Regions from separate parts of the Mus musculus genome. Here all the other regions are linked to region 4. A link is a contact called in public Hi-C, HiCAR-type and HiChIP or PLAC-seq data. All regions are on one chromosome and are shown on one strand. The core of a region is the stretch at or near the end of the contact, and the rest is flanking DNA. Distances in the headings are between cores, read along the strand shown.

Region 1 (2,700 bases), core at 89-2,588, 310 kb before region 4:
CTCCTGAGCGTTTCCAGATTCTCTAGGTGGAGCAGGGACCCTGCACAGAATCTTTATGAAAAGTGTTTTTCTGCCCTGTTTTTCTCTCTTAGTGTGAAGTGCCGATAGCTATTTAAGACCAGCCTGAACACTCTTCACCTAAAAATTTGCAAATCGAGCTTAGAAATTCAGAAGCTGGATATCAGTGGGCAGTGGGCAGTGGGCAGTGGGCAGTGGGCAGTGGGCAGGGTGTGGCTCAGCCTCTGGGGTGGGCTTCTAGGATTCTGAGAAGGCCTTAGACACTTCCCCCTTCAGGCAAATGATGCAGGCCAGGGCCATCAAAAGTTACCTTTAAGAGCATCTGATACATGGCAGGCTGTTTTGTCTTCTTGTGGCTTCAGCAGTGTTTGGTGCTGTGTCCTGTTCCCAATTCCTGGAACCTGACTCAGGCTAAGTGACTTACTTAAGGCCACTTAATAGATATTTGAACTACAATTTCCTTTCATGGACTGAGAATCACTATCCTTTCACTAATTTACAGGATCTTAGCAACTAGATGATATGGGCCCTACATGAAATAATCCTATTCATAAAGCCTTTGCTGTTTATTTTTGTACAGGTACCCAATGTACATTGGCAGGACATGAGCAGATGTGACTTGCATAGCCTATGACAAGAGTGGAAGATCTTTGTATTTTGGCTTTACCGTTCATTTATTTTGCAAGGCCTATTTAAATGGTAGCCACCGTTGAAATTCACAATGGTTGGAATGGTGTAGCACTCAACTTTGCATTCAAGATGACCACGTTAACCTTGTGACTTGGCAAAAATGGAAACAAATGTCTTTCTTAGATTAAAGATGCCACTCTGGAGATGGCTTTCTGAGAGAGTGGCAGGCATTGGGTTTTGATAGTCAGTCATTCCTTTGAGTAGTTACACCAACACAGGGAGGTTGTGGGGAGTTATAGCCATCAGTCACCTCTTCTCAGACAATTTATTCTGAGTTACATGAGAGCGGTGATGCAGATACAGTTTGCTTTGGGGACTGGAGGGAAGAAGTGGGAGCTGGCAGGGGTGACTAAGTTTAACAAAACAAATTGGGTCAACTGGGACATGGAGACAAAGGTTGTCTTTAAGAGTTTTATCTAAAGTCCACCCTGAGTTTGTGTCTTGGGCAGACGCAACTCAAGAGAAAAAGCACCGAAGACCACTGATTAAAATGAAACATAACTATTGATAAAGGCAAGGGAAAGGATGATCACATAGTCTCAAATAAAACAAGTGTCCTCATTTAGCATGCACACAGATGCTGTGCCGAGCTATCTGCAGGAGCAGGTGCAAGAGGCAGAACACAGATGCCTTCCGTCATCTTTCTGGAAATACTCCCTTGACTTAGGCTGTGCACTGGCTGATATTGAAACCATCACGGCAGTATAAACAAACAAATCAGACAATGTATAGGGGCCATTAAAGACTTAGAAGCTCTTAGGAAAATGTCATAGTGCAGTTAGTATACACCAGCAGACAAAATTGCACACACAATGATGGGCAGTATAAACCATTTGGTAGTATACAGCCTTGTCACTGGCTCTTCTTAGAGAGCTGTACTTGTGTTGTGATAGCCAGCCCTTTGTTTACTTATAAAAAGTCAGACACAAGTACATTGTCAGTACTTCTTGGAAACCGACAGAAAAGTTAAATACATGTAATATATGGACTTTATTTGTTGTGATGGATTATAATACAATAATAACAACAATAATAAGTCTACTTTTTGGTTTTATTGAGATTTGTATAACCCACAAAAGTCTATAGATTTGGAACAGGTATTATGTTTTTGAAAAGTATTCCTTTTATCTTTTGAAATTATTATAGAACACCATCTTTCCCCTCCTCTTCTGTCCTCTCAACCCCTCCCATACAACCCTCTTTGCTCTTTGTCAAATGCATGGTCTCTTTTTTTCCCCACATAAATACAGCTTGCTCAGTCTGTATAAAGTTACTTATTTGTGTGTGTTCCCAGGGTTGACTATTCAACATTGGGTAACCAATTAGTATGCTCTTCCTCTTTGGAAGATGATTCCACTTGCCCTCAGCATTCTTTGGTTGACTGTAGATCTTTGTGTAGGGTTGATGTCTCCTGAGCTTTCTCCTGTTGTCAATGATGGTGCATTTATTGTTACCCTTCTTCAGCTTCTGTTTAGGCAGTCATGTTGGTGAGACTTGATAAGTGTAGCTTCTGACATTCCTAGAAGACACAATCTCACAGCAAACTCCCTCATATCATATCCTCTACCATTTACAATCTTTCTGCCCCATCTTCTGCAATGATCCAAAAGCCTTAGGTGCAAGAGTTGCCCTGTAGATGTATCCATTGGGACTGTGCTCCATAATTCAGTATTTCTACTGGTTAGGTTTTCTGTGATGGTCTCTGATGGTTGCAAAGAAGTTTCCTTGATGAGGAGTGAAGACTACACTTAACTGTGGGGGTATGGACAGATGTTTAGGATGGGGTTAGGGACTGTTTTGGTATACATGTTGACCATGTTTCCTAGTCAAGCTAATAATCACACTCTTCATTCGTATACTTACAGTATATTATCATATACTATGTGTATATGATAATACTTAAGGATCTGCTCTCAGTGCTTGCTGACTCTCCATGTATTAGTATGAACTACAGTCACCTCGCATGCTTGAATTCTGAAGAGCACTCAGTTA
Region 2 (2,700 bases), core at 52-2,551, 270 kb after region 4:
TGCTGGCACTGAATTTCAATGACTTCCTGCAGGCAAACACCTGGAGGCAATTACCTGTGCTTGTCTGCCAGCAGACACGCATACAGTTCCAATGGGAAAGCTATCTGTATGAATTTCAAAGGGGGTGAGGGGTAGATTTGCTTTGTGTAATATTTTGCTTGTGTCTAGGTTAGCCAGTCTAGGAATTTGTCTTTGCCCAATTATGTGTTTGTTAAGCCATTTTTGCCCCTTCACCATAGAACTGGCAAATGTAGACTTTGTTTCACCCGTTCTGCTGCCTGGTGATAGACTTCTTCTCTTTCTTAGTTCACAGGACAATGATAATGAGGGAAGAAATAAGGAAGGTCAGGGAATCTACATTTAATGTAAAATGACAACATTTTAACTTGACATTCTTTAATAATAGACCTGTCATTCAAAAGAAAAAAAAATAGGTCAAGGTTGAGGACAGAGTCACACAGAAAATTTTATTAAACTTTATCGTTAATATTTATGCAGACATAGTGATACTTTCTATACCTAGATATGGTCTCTGGGGGAAAACTGTTATGTTGATCATTATTTTAGCTAAGTGGTTCTTCCTTTAGCTATATCATAAATGTTCTTAATGTAAATGTTGACTTAAATTGCACCTTTAGAAATGTCAAAAATACCATTAAGATGTGTGTAGAGTTAATGTTGTACTGGATAATGCTAATGGAATGTATTTTATGATTTTGTAGACTGGTACAATGAGGCCAATTAGGAATTTATTTTGAATGCAGGCAAACCTCAGTCCTTACTTAATGTCAATTTCTTCTGATTTTATTCTATCCAGGCAAAGCTAAAGATGACTAACATAATATGTAACTTCCTTCCTTCAACAGGACCAAAACATCACACAAACACTTCCCTAACCCCGACCCCTACCTCCACCCCCACCCCATTTCTTTCATTCCTTTTTCTAGACTCTCTCTCGGTTTTATACTTAAAGTATTTGCTTCCATTTTTTTACTCCTCACTCTCCCCATCCCCCTGAAGTTGTAAGGCACCATTGCCTGGAGCTTCTTCCTCCTGCTTAAAAATGAGACCAATCCAGGTCCTTCCAGCACATAGTCTAAATTCCTCCTATACAGGTTACTAATACATAAAAGCGTCTGCTGTATGTATGCAGAAACCCCTGAGAGCTGTAAATAAATCATGTTTTTCTGCAGTTTTAGTGTTATAATTGGTAACTGCTTTGCCCAACAAGAACTTGACGTTAAATAAACCAAGAGTATGACTAGCAATATCCCACAAAATGAAACCACCATGGTGACTCACTAATGATTTAAAATGCTGTCGCATTTTCCCCCAAGAATTACTGTTTAAGAAAAAGATCCACTAGTACAGGACAACTTTAGCATGTTGGTGACACACATGTCATTGCCTCTCTCCCCCTAGCACCCCTCCCCCCTGCACTATTCTGGATTGCTAGAATTCTAATCTGACAAAACTGAAAAACATCTAAGCTTTTCCTTTCTCCTTTTTTTTTCCTGACAGTAAAAGTTCTGAATAAGGAAGGACTTAACAGTTAGCAGTAGCCTAAAATAATAATCGTTTGCTTAGCCTACAATCACGAAGGCACTTGTGGTCTCTACTGGGTTCACATGTGTATCTGGTTGGCTGTGAGTTTGGCTGGGCCTGGCTGGCCTAAGACAGCTTCACTGGGATCGTCTCATATCCTGCTATAGTCACTACCTGTTAAAAAGTGAGCCTGATTATAAGATCGTTGGTCAAAGCAAGTCACAAGACTAACTAAGCAGAAAAAAAAACAAAAAACAAAAAACAAAAAAAAACCAGGATCTAGAACATGATGGGAGAAATTGAAAAATAATGCAAGCAAAGGGCTAAGCAGCCAATGAGAGAAATACTGGCTTTCTGTTTTATATAGTGGAGTTTCTAAGAAACCCATAAAGACCATCAACGATAGGGCACGGCCAATGAAAACAATAACAAATTTCTGAAATGAGTTGTTGGTTTAAAAAACGGCAACTAAGATGGAACAATACAGGAAATCCCTTTTTTAATCACCCACTTCTCTGTTTACTGCAGGAAACAATAGAAGAGGAAAAAAACCAAAAAAACAAAAAACCCTTTAACCTGCAACTTCAGTGTAATTTCTGAGCACATTTAAACCTATTACAGAAACACATAGTAACCAAAAGCAACGATTCTTAAAATAAGACAAGTGGAGTGAGAGTGTTCTAATTTCATACATTTCCCTTAAAGAAAAGTGATTGATTGGTTCTAGACTTGGATAAGTTAGTACTCCTTGTTTGTTTCTTGAGACTAACCACTGTAACGATAATCAATGAATTTATCACTCTTTCAATGTAGTGGAGGGGAAACCGAAGGATGAATCGAAGACCCAGTCAGGAAGAAGGGAAATCAACAATGGTTAAAAAGCAACAGGAAGTAGATAAGGCAATTCATGCAGCACTCAGTAGGATGGAGATTTTAGAACAAAGCATTAACTGCTTCCCAATGTATGCCCAATGACTAGCCCTATTAAAAGATAAAGACGTCCATCTCAATAACATGGGGCAGTGAGCAGGTTAAGTCAGACATCTGAAATAAGGGGTACACATTCTGTTACTAAAAATGAAATGATTAAAAAAATGCTATACAACTGTCAGCTCCCCCAAACCAGTGTTTCTAGGTCCTTGTCTATCAAATTAC
Region 3 (2,700 bases), core at 16-2,515, 490 kb after region 4:
ACTTCCCATTTTGCCAGTGCCCATATAAGACAACCTAAAGAAAATGATTCAGAACCAGGAAACTGGGACCAGAAGGATGATGGGCAGTCTCCTGAACATCTGGCCTAAGTGCTTCTGTGTGAGGCAAACTATTCCCTGGAGTGAATCCTGCCCTATACTGCCATGCTTTTCTCTCTGCCATAGAATGACTGCAGCATTAGCAGCACATCATTGTCCTGGCAGGTCCTTTTTACTTTACAGTATCCCTCCTGCTGACTGGAGGCTAGCTTTCTTTTCTTTTTTTTTTTTTTTTTTTTTTTTTTGGTTTTTCGAGACAGGGTTTCTCTGTATAGCCCTGGCTGTCCTGGAGCTCACTTTGTAGACCAGGCTGGCCTCGAACTCAGAAATCTGCCTGCCTCTGCCTCCCGAGTGCTGGGATTAAAGGCATGCGCCACCACTCCCGGCCGGAGGCTAGCTTTCTTCTTGCAACTGTTTATCATCATTATCTTTGGTGTTGTTCCCAGGTTTATGGCACTCTATTCCGATGCTGTATATTTCTAGATGCTTTGGAACTAATTGAGTCTTTGCGATCTTCCTGCCCAGTGCTTCTGACTCCCTTGAGATGTGTGGTTCCCATAGGACCCTTCAGAGCTGACTGTCACTGAGTGTTCAGCAGACATATTCCTGTCCCCCCATCACATTTTTGGTCCAAATAGTCCTCTCCATCCACCACTGTGGACAGACTGCCTGAGCTGGTGAGAGCCTTGCTGCCTTGAGTGAAGTAGATCAACCCGACTGTGTTATTGCTGAGCAGCAGTTCTCTGGCCTTCTTAAAGGAAGAAACAGAACAGAGTACTCATACTTCAGGGCTTGCCAGGAAAGCATTAACTCCTCAGGTCCTATCTAAATGCTTACTAAAGATAGAACCAGAGCAGACAGATTTAAATAGCAGGAAGAGGATTCAGGAACGGAGAAATAATGACCCTCTCTTGCGTGTCGGAGGGAAGCAGGAGAAAGGATTTCTCTGGAAATCAACCTGAATTGTTCAAGTTGGAAAGAGGGCTGGAATAGATCAGAGTTCCTTCTAAGCTTTGCTGCGTTTGAAAAGCATGCATAATTATCGAGAATGGGCCCAAGTACTTTAAAAACAGCCAAAGGCAGCATAAATGGAAGTCATTATCATGTAAAATATACGAATCCCAGCCAGGACCCCCTCATGCTTCTCTGAATCCCACAACCACAGCCTGAGACCCATCAAACTCAGTAGGTATGAATGGGACCTTAGAAACAACCTCCAATTAAAAGACAAGAAAGCTGGCTCTTTGATTAGAGGAAAGACCCAATACAGCGGCTCGGTTACTGGCCCCACTGTCCTTTGTTCATTGGGAAATAATTATTAAGCCCTGGGATGTGTGTGGTGCCTGAAACTACCCAGTCCCTCTCGAGGGCATATGTGTTCATGGATGGATGGACTGGCCCTCAGTGCTGGTGCTGCTGAGGGGTGGCTGGATCAAGAGATTCATAAAGTCATGGCTGTTAAGAGCTGGGCTGACTTAGAGGAAGTGGGCCAGGGGTGTGTGCCTTTGAAGAATGTCTCGTGTCTAGCTTTCCATTCTCATGCTTCCTGGCTGCTGGGGGAAAGCAGCCTTGTTCTGCCCCCTCCCCAGCAACTTTCTACCATGATGCTTTGCTTCATCAGCAAGGACTAAAAACACAAGCCCAAGTCAACCCTTCATCTTCCAAATTGTGTCTCTCCTATAGTTTGTTATAGTGAAGGAAGTTAGGTAACACAGATGGTGCGAGTAACATTTGACAAGAGTTTTCGCACCCAGTGATTTTGAAGCCTGATTGAGCCTGTAGAGAGAGAGAGAGAGAGAGAGAGAGAGAGAAGAGCAGTAAATATTAACACATAACACTGGCTTACATGGTAACATGCTCTGGTATTAGCATATGATTCTTACCTGACAAATATGTCCTGGGAACCGGAAGTACAGCTGGATAACCTACAGGCATTGTCTCGGATTTCTCTCTCCCACCCATTAGCTCTGTCGGAGTTGTTTGGGCTCAGTGTCAGTGTGTGAATCCTAAGGAATAAACTAGATCCATCCTGGACATGTCAGCCACTGATGGCTGACCTTGGTTTCCAGGCCTTGTAACCCCTGTGTCTCCCTCCTGATTCCTCATCCTCCACCTGCACTCTTCCCACACAGTAACTCACAGCCTAGACATGTCTCCATGTCTCTGTGTTTTCAAACTTTTAGGGACATCTCCTATGAATATGAGTGAGTCTTCAAGCCATTTCTCAGGGCTAACACAAATATCCATTAAATTAATGCACTATTTAAGAAGGCCTCAGACCTTTCACATTCCAGTGAATGTTGTTCTCAGGATAAGAATAGCCAATATAACTATACATAGGTTCCTCGTTCATAGGCAATATGTTGTAGCTCAAAACAAAAGACAAAAATCAATAGCTATGCTATTCATTTTTTTAAAAATCAAATTTGTGTGCTTAGCACTTTTTTTTTGTCTTCATGGGATAGCATGAGAAGCATGAAGTAAAGCTGATGAATATTTATTTATTTATTTATTTCGGTTTTTTGAGACAGGGTTTCTCTGTATAGTCCTGGCTGTCCTGGAACTCACTTTGGAGACCAGGCTGGCCTCGAACTCAGAAATCTGCCTGCCTCTGCCTCCCGAGTGCTGGGATACAGACTTTGT
Region 4 (2,700 bases), core at 170-2,669:
CAAGTTGCCACTGACGGAAGAGAAGGTACAGCTGCTCAGGGAACCCAGGGAAAGTACCCCGTGGGTTCAGAATTCAGAATCTTTGGGCAGCACAGCTTGCTGTGGGACTTGACACCTCCCTCTGGCCCAACACAGCATCGCCGCGCAGTTTATCTGCTCGATTTTGTTCATTCCAAACGATCAGACACATTCCAGGGCTTTCACCCTTTTGACATCCTTTCTCTTTGCTTAGGGTCATGAAAAGACAAAAAGAGGGCACTGACCCTCAAAAAACAGGATGGGAGGAGAAAAGAACCAGCTGTGGCCCGTACTGTCTAATTCCTTAATCAGGCAGGAATGATCCCGGCTCCCCTCCCAGGACAGGTGAATACAACTGCAATAGAGCTCACAGTGTTTGAAGATGCCAAAAACCTGCCAAATGAAACCTTAAGTCAATAGTGACAAATTTTAAAGAAAGCATGTGCTTCGCCCTGAAACCGCCTGCGGGGTTATTCAGCGCATGGTTGATCGGCAGGTGATTTCCCTGCTCACGGTGTGCCTGCATGACCCGAATAAAATTCCTTGGCTTTAAGTTGGAGTGTTTCAATATTTTACACATTAGCGCACTATCAAGACAACGTTTGAATAAGCCCCTAAATGAACCGTGCAACCCTAAACACACTTATTTCAAAATAGATTTTTGCTTCAGCTGTACTGCTACAACGTTATTTTGAAGCTATGCGATACTCGGTTGTAGTCAGTTGTATTCAAACAGGGGTTTTATTTCTTTCGCTTCACACAGAAGTTAATTAATTGTAAGGCACTTGCTGCTGGAGCTTCAGTAATTAAAAAAATAAATAAAAAGGAAAGAATGAAAGAAAAGAAAGAAAGAAAAGTGGAAAACAGAAGCGATAACTGCGCTGCGCTGAAGTAGAAAGATTCGCAAGTGGCGCCTACCTGTTTCTGGAGCTCCTTGGAAAGTCACGAACAGCAGAGAGAAGATCACGGGAAAATAATCCATTCTGCAAAGGGGTCAGAAGAGTGGGGAAAAAGGAAAAAAAGAAAACTCGGTTGCAAATGGAACTCAATGCAAAACGAAGAGGACGGTGTCTGGTCGCTCTGATCGCCTCTGGGTTTTTTTGTTTTTTGTTTTTTGTTTTTTTTTTAGATCTCAGCGCGGTCCTCAGCAAGTGGCCCTTCCACTGGGGCGAAAGCGTCGCGGGCAGCCGGGAGGCAGCGCGCAAGGACAGCGGAGCAGACCGGGTCAGGCTCTCAGCGCCGGTGCAGGAACGCTTCTGACTCGGACAGTTCTCCGCCGCCTTTTTATATTGAACCCCTATAGAGTGGGGGTAAACAGCTCTGACTTTATTCCAGCCCTAAACAATGTTATTGTGTGATTAGTCACCCACAGGCAACGTGCAGCCAGAGATAAGACCCGGCTCTAGAGGAAATCACGGCTAACTTCAGAGGCAGACGCCCGCCGTCTGACAATCCAGGGGCAGGGCTAAGAAAAAGAAAACACCCACTAGACAGAGACCGCTGCAGAACCTGCAGAGAGCAGCAGCCCGCTTCCCCTTTTGCTAGCTGCCAGCCCCAGAGTTCAAGAATCAAGAGTTTCTCCAGAAGCAAAGTCACCCCATTGGAATGAAAAGTATGAAGTACAATTAAATAGATTGTATTGTGCGCGCGCAGGGGGGTGGGGTGGAGGTGGGGCTGATCATTGTTCACTTGATTTTCCTTTTATGTCTTTCTGATCAAACAAGGGGACGATCCCCACTCTTCGCTCTTGAATCCCAGCTACTGGGGCGGGCGGGGAACCAGATTAGTTTGGAAGATCACCCTACTTTTCCACCACCACCCCTTCCACCAAGTCTTTTCTAAACTAAAGTACTTCGCATTTGAGGTGAGAAAGATTCCGTCAGGAGTTAGCAAGGAAGGAAAACTAAATAATAATGATAACAACAACAATGTGGTTTTGTCAGGTACATCCTTATCTCCCTAGTATCGCCGATCAGAAGTACACGTACACACACACACACACACACACACACACACACACACACACACACTCGCCCTCCAATATTTCTTGTGCCCAGCCTCTCCCTGGGAATTGCTGCTATCGCGAAGGATCTTGAGAAATGGCAGAGACGACCGCCAGGGGGAGATGGAGAGCTGCAGGGGCTTATGCTTTAATAAGATAAAACAACTAAAGCCTCGGCTTCTAAATGATTAGTAACAAGCTGTGGCCAGGCAGAGAAGGGGCGCCTCACATACTAAAGAGAGGTGGCTTCAGGGCATTCCATTATTCCCTTCCCCGACTTTCCAGAGTCTCCTCCACATCACTTTGCTTCTTTACTCGGGCAAACCTGCGGTCTGTGCTTGATTAGAAAGCTACAAGGGGGGTGTGGGGAGGGAAGGACTGCCGATGCTGAATATGTGCATCAGATCATACCTCACCCTTTAATAACGTGTTTACATTTTCCAAACAGTTTCCTGTCTATTTTACCATGAAAGACTCCCTCCCCCAGGTGTCCATGGGTTATTAAGGCACAAGTGACAACATGTCTTCATGAATAAAGCAAAACACACAGAAAACACGTTGGCTTTTTTCAACAAGCTCCCGGAATGCCCATAAGCTGGAAACAACACACAGGATCCACGCAGAGTGGTTTCCCTAGGATGCTACCACAAAGGTCCCTTCTTCATCCCGTCTTGTTTGAC
Region 5 (2,700 bases), core at 118-2,617, 380 kb before region 4:
TTGAATTCCTTAGTCTTCAGCCATTCCCTTCAGCACATTCTATACAGTGCTACTGGCTCATCTGCCCATGCCCGGTATAGGCTGTTTTTGATACAGAACCGTGGTTCGTGCAGCAGCGGCAAACATCACAGCCTTGCCGTGTTTCCTATAGCATGCACTAGCCTGGCATGAAAACCAGCCAGCCCCTTCTCACGGAGCCCATGCAGTTACCCCTGATACTGGCACAGAAGATCTATCTCTATTTCTGCACTATTATATTTCAAAGGAGGAACAAGAGGAAGTCTTTAAAAATCAGATTCTGAAGGCTAAAGCAATCACTTGCTTCCTAAGTCTGCACACTCTCATCTGAGAAACCAAGTCTGATAAGAGGAAACTTTAAAAAAAAAAAATAGCCAAAGGTACCCCAACAGCAAAGAATACTTACTGTAAAAACATGTAAAACCAAGGGCCGTCGATAGAACAAATGAGCAGTTTCAACCAGCTGCCTTCGATCTTATTAAATATTCCCAGCGAAAGTAAACAGTTTTGATTATCTGATTAGATCAGTGATGAATAATGTATTCTGTCCACTGGACTTTCTCTATCAGATAAAATGGCCAGAACAGGTTACCTTAGCAACCGAAGGTGACGCCAGTTCCAGCCTCTCCACGCCCTCCTCTGCGAAGGAAGGAAATTACCACTTTCCCATGTAAAACTTTGGCAGGGAACCATCAAAATCTACATGAAGATTTTGCATCATCCAGGGCCATTCACAGTCTACTCTCCCACCTCTTAAAGCGGAGATCTCACCGGTTATTTAAAAATCAGAATTTCTGCTTTAATAATCTATTTTTGCGATCTCAAATCCCAGTCTGCTTTGCAGTAAGAACAAAATACATGGTAAATGATTAAACAGTGGGGAGGTCTGTAGTGTTTAGACCATGTTGGAGCACCTGTCTCTATCTTTCTGCTGAATGGGGTAGGGTGATGGAGAAAGGCTATTTAACTGGCAATATAGTATGTTCAGTGAACATTCCCATTATAATTAATACACAAAAACAGTCACCGGCACCTAGGCTGAAAATAACTCTTTCCTTCTGTCCCTAGAAACAGCTTAAAAGCTGTCTGAAATTTCCCATATTTTGAAAGCCGCATTATAACGCAGACCCTCTGGGAGACAACCCCTACCTAGCCCACCCAAGGCAACACAGCCAGAAAGACGCACGAAGGGAAGAATTCTCAAAGTTAGGGGATACTCACCAGCACTTGTGCCCCCTTCAACAGGACGCTGTCAGTGAGCGGCGGGCAAGCTGAGCAGGGCTGCTGAGCCTGTGAGCCCAAATGAACAGCTTCTAATTTTCCCTTCAATCTCCAGTCAAGAGCACTGGGTGGAGGGGAATGATGGATCTGTCGGGTTTTATATTGTGATGAAATGCCCCCTCCCCCCAAAGCCGGGATCTAAGTGGGGCCGCTCTTTAGAACGCATTAGCCTGCTAATTTAAGAAAATTGAAAGGTTTTGTTTTACCGTCTTTTATGTGTTCTTTTCTGCTACCCCCTCAATTTAATTTGCATTTAAAATGATTCTCCTGTCTCCTAGGCTCTCCAAGGTGTGGAGTACTTGCTAATCCTGAAGGCTGCTCCTGGTAGGATAGGGTTTGGTGCCCTGCCATTTCCTTCTGAGCTGCCAAACAAGGTGGGCAATTAAAAGTGCGAGCTACATTCTGGAGAGAAATACAGAAGGCTTTCACTCTCCCTCTTTTTGTCTGTGCATGGTCAGATCTTCAAAATGCCCAAATGCTCTCTTCTTTCCTGAATGCAACAGATTTATTATCTCCACAGCAAAAAAGATGCTTTGGTTGTGTCCCTCACATTAGCCTGGTATGAGATCCTCTTACTGCTCCCCAGGAAGGACTTGTAAGCATGAGACTTTGAGATATGTTCTTAAAGCTGTAATGTTAATCCAGCCATGCCCCCGTATGTGTTTTCTGTAACCTTCTTCCACCTTGTATGGACCAAGCAGAAGTGATGATTAGTACAGGGTAGTGGGTAGCATCAGGATAGGATGTTAATACAAGAGAAGCCATGCTTGCTTGCAAGGACTTGGAAGGAAGATCAGACTCCTCTTGCCCATGTCCATAGCTCAGCCAGAGGACAAGTGCTAGAGAGTGACTGACAACTGACTTTGAAAATTGTCCTTTCCTTTCCCATTCTACCTTGCCTTTGGTGGGTTAAGGGGTTGTCTCCGAAAAGAGAAATCAGGGAATGCCTTGCTGACTATCTTGTGGGTCAATAATAGGGTGGGCTCTCCCCTTCCATCAGAGAAAACCGGGTACCAAGTTAGTGCTATAGAGAGATCAGCCTCGTGGGAGACCTAAATGTAATGATCAATCAGAAAGGCCTTGTAGAGAAGGCAGCTTGGTCTCTGAATGTGCAAAGCTTTGCTCAGACCCCAGGCCTTTGAGCTTTAAGGTTGCATTGCTATTCAGCCCTCAATAGAGACAGGTGAACACTTGACATTTACAAGAAGAGAAAGCTGTCTTCTGGTTCTTTTCACTTACAGTAGGGTGTGGGCGACAGGTTCTAACCCTCTATTGTGCTTCTACTGGAATTATAATGACTCATAGGTGACAGAGAGAGACACAGGGGGAGGGGGAGTGGAGAGAGAAAGGAGAGAAACAGAGAGAAAGGGGAGAAAGGGAGATTAAGTTGAAAAACATCAG

What was found. Hi-C and Micro-C count contacts between places; a contact is called where the count stands out from the background. HiCAR-type assays count read pairs that join an accessible place to other places. HiChIP or PLAC-seq counts read pairs in DNA pulled down with a chosen protein or histone mark.
Region 1: a Hi-C map of Sertoli cells shows a contact between it and region 4, with 8 times the contacts expected there. The contact joins the enhancer-like site here to the promoter of Edn1 in region 4. A contact is called at or near these places in 1 of 39 promoter capture datasets (hippocampal neurons), 1 of 15 datasets of contacts at CTCF or cohesin (the NIH/3T3 cell line), 1 of 484 Hi-C or Micro-C datasets (Sertoli cells), 2 of 115 datasets of contacts at active chromatin or transcription factors (bone marrow-derived macrophages and stem cell-derived neural progenitor cells) and 2 of 9 other capture datasets (adipose tissue and macrophages).
Region 2: an H3K4me3 HiChIP or PLAC-seq map of bone marrow-derived macrophages shows a contact between it and region 4, with 3 times the contacts expected there. The contact joins the enhancer-like site here to the promoter of Edn1 in region 4. A contact is called at or near these places in 1 of 39 promoter capture datasets (macrophages), 13 of 484 Hi-C or Micro-C datasets (Th1 cells, cardiomyocytes, cerebellum and 8 more), 2 of 115 datasets of contacts at active chromatin or transcription factors (bone marrow-derived macrophages and embryonic hindbrain) and 2 of 9 other capture datasets (liver and macrophages).
Region 3: a HiCAR-type map of astrocytes shows a contact between it and region 4, with 2.6 times the contacts expected there. The contact joins the enhancer-like site here to the promoter of Edn1 in region 4. A contact is called at or near these places in 1 of 39 promoter capture datasets (neutrophils), 1 of 15 datasets of contacts at CTCF or cohesin (large pre-B cells), 6 of 115 datasets of contacts at active chromatin or transcription factors (astrocytes, bone marrow-derived macrophages, cardiomyocytes and 3 more) and 1 of 9 other capture datasets (macrophages).
Region 5: a Hi-C map of cerebral cortex shows a contact between it and region 4, with 3 times the contacts expected there. The contact joins the promoter of Phactr1 here to the promoter of Edn1 in region 4. A contact is called at or near these places in 4 of 39 promoter capture datasets (cranial neural crest, hippocampal neurons, liver and 1 more), 2 of 484 Hi-C or Micro-C datasets (cerebral cortex and cortical neurons) and 1 of 9 other capture datasets (adipose tissue).

Annotation. Positions count from the first base shown.
Region 1 is chr13:42,614,644-42,617,343 of GRCm38.p6, reverse strand. No RefSeq gene overlaps it. Among named protein-coding and RNA genes, the nearest start is that of Phactr1, 65 kb to the left of the region's middle. Within about 2 kb of position 1,338, at least 13 of the 459 cell types and tissues checked have an H3K27ac peak or open chromatin away from gene starts, as enhancers often do. A contact at or near this core is called in Sertoli cells and hippocampal neurons, where this site is marked.
Region 2 is chr13:42,034,027-42,036,726 of GRCm38.p6, reverse strand. No RefSeq gene overlaps it. Among named protein-coding and RNA genes, the nearest start is that of Gm28707, 12 kb to the left of the region's middle. Within about 2 kb of position 1,301, at least 8 of the 459 cell types and tissues checked have an H3K27ac peak or open chromatin away from gene starts, as enhancers often do. A contact at or near this core is called in bone marrow-derived macrophages, where this site is marked.
Region 3 is chr13:41,806,121-41,808,820 of GRCm38.p6, reverse strand. The region is part of intron 4 of Adtrp (androgen dependent TFPI regulating protein); the gene reads left to right. Among named protein-coding and RNA genes, the nearest start is that of Adtrp, 40 kb to the left of the region's middle. Within about 2 kb of position 1,265, at least 26 of the 459 cell types and tissues checked have an H3K27ac peak or open chromatin away from gene starts, as enhancers often do. A contact at or near this core is called in astrocytes and microglia, where this site is marked.
Region 4 is chr13:42,300,195-42,302,894 of GRCm38.p6, reverse strand. Edn1 (endothelin 1) reads right to left here and starts at 1,419. Exons shown (of 5, transcript NM_010104.4): 1 at 937-1,419. The coding sequence starts at 1,000.
Region 5 is chr13:42,679,466-42,682,165 of GRCm38.p6, reverse strand. It overlaps Phactr1 (phosphatase and actin regulator 1), which reads right to left and starts at 1,367. Exons shown (of 14, transcript NM_001302635.1): 1 at 1,240-1,367.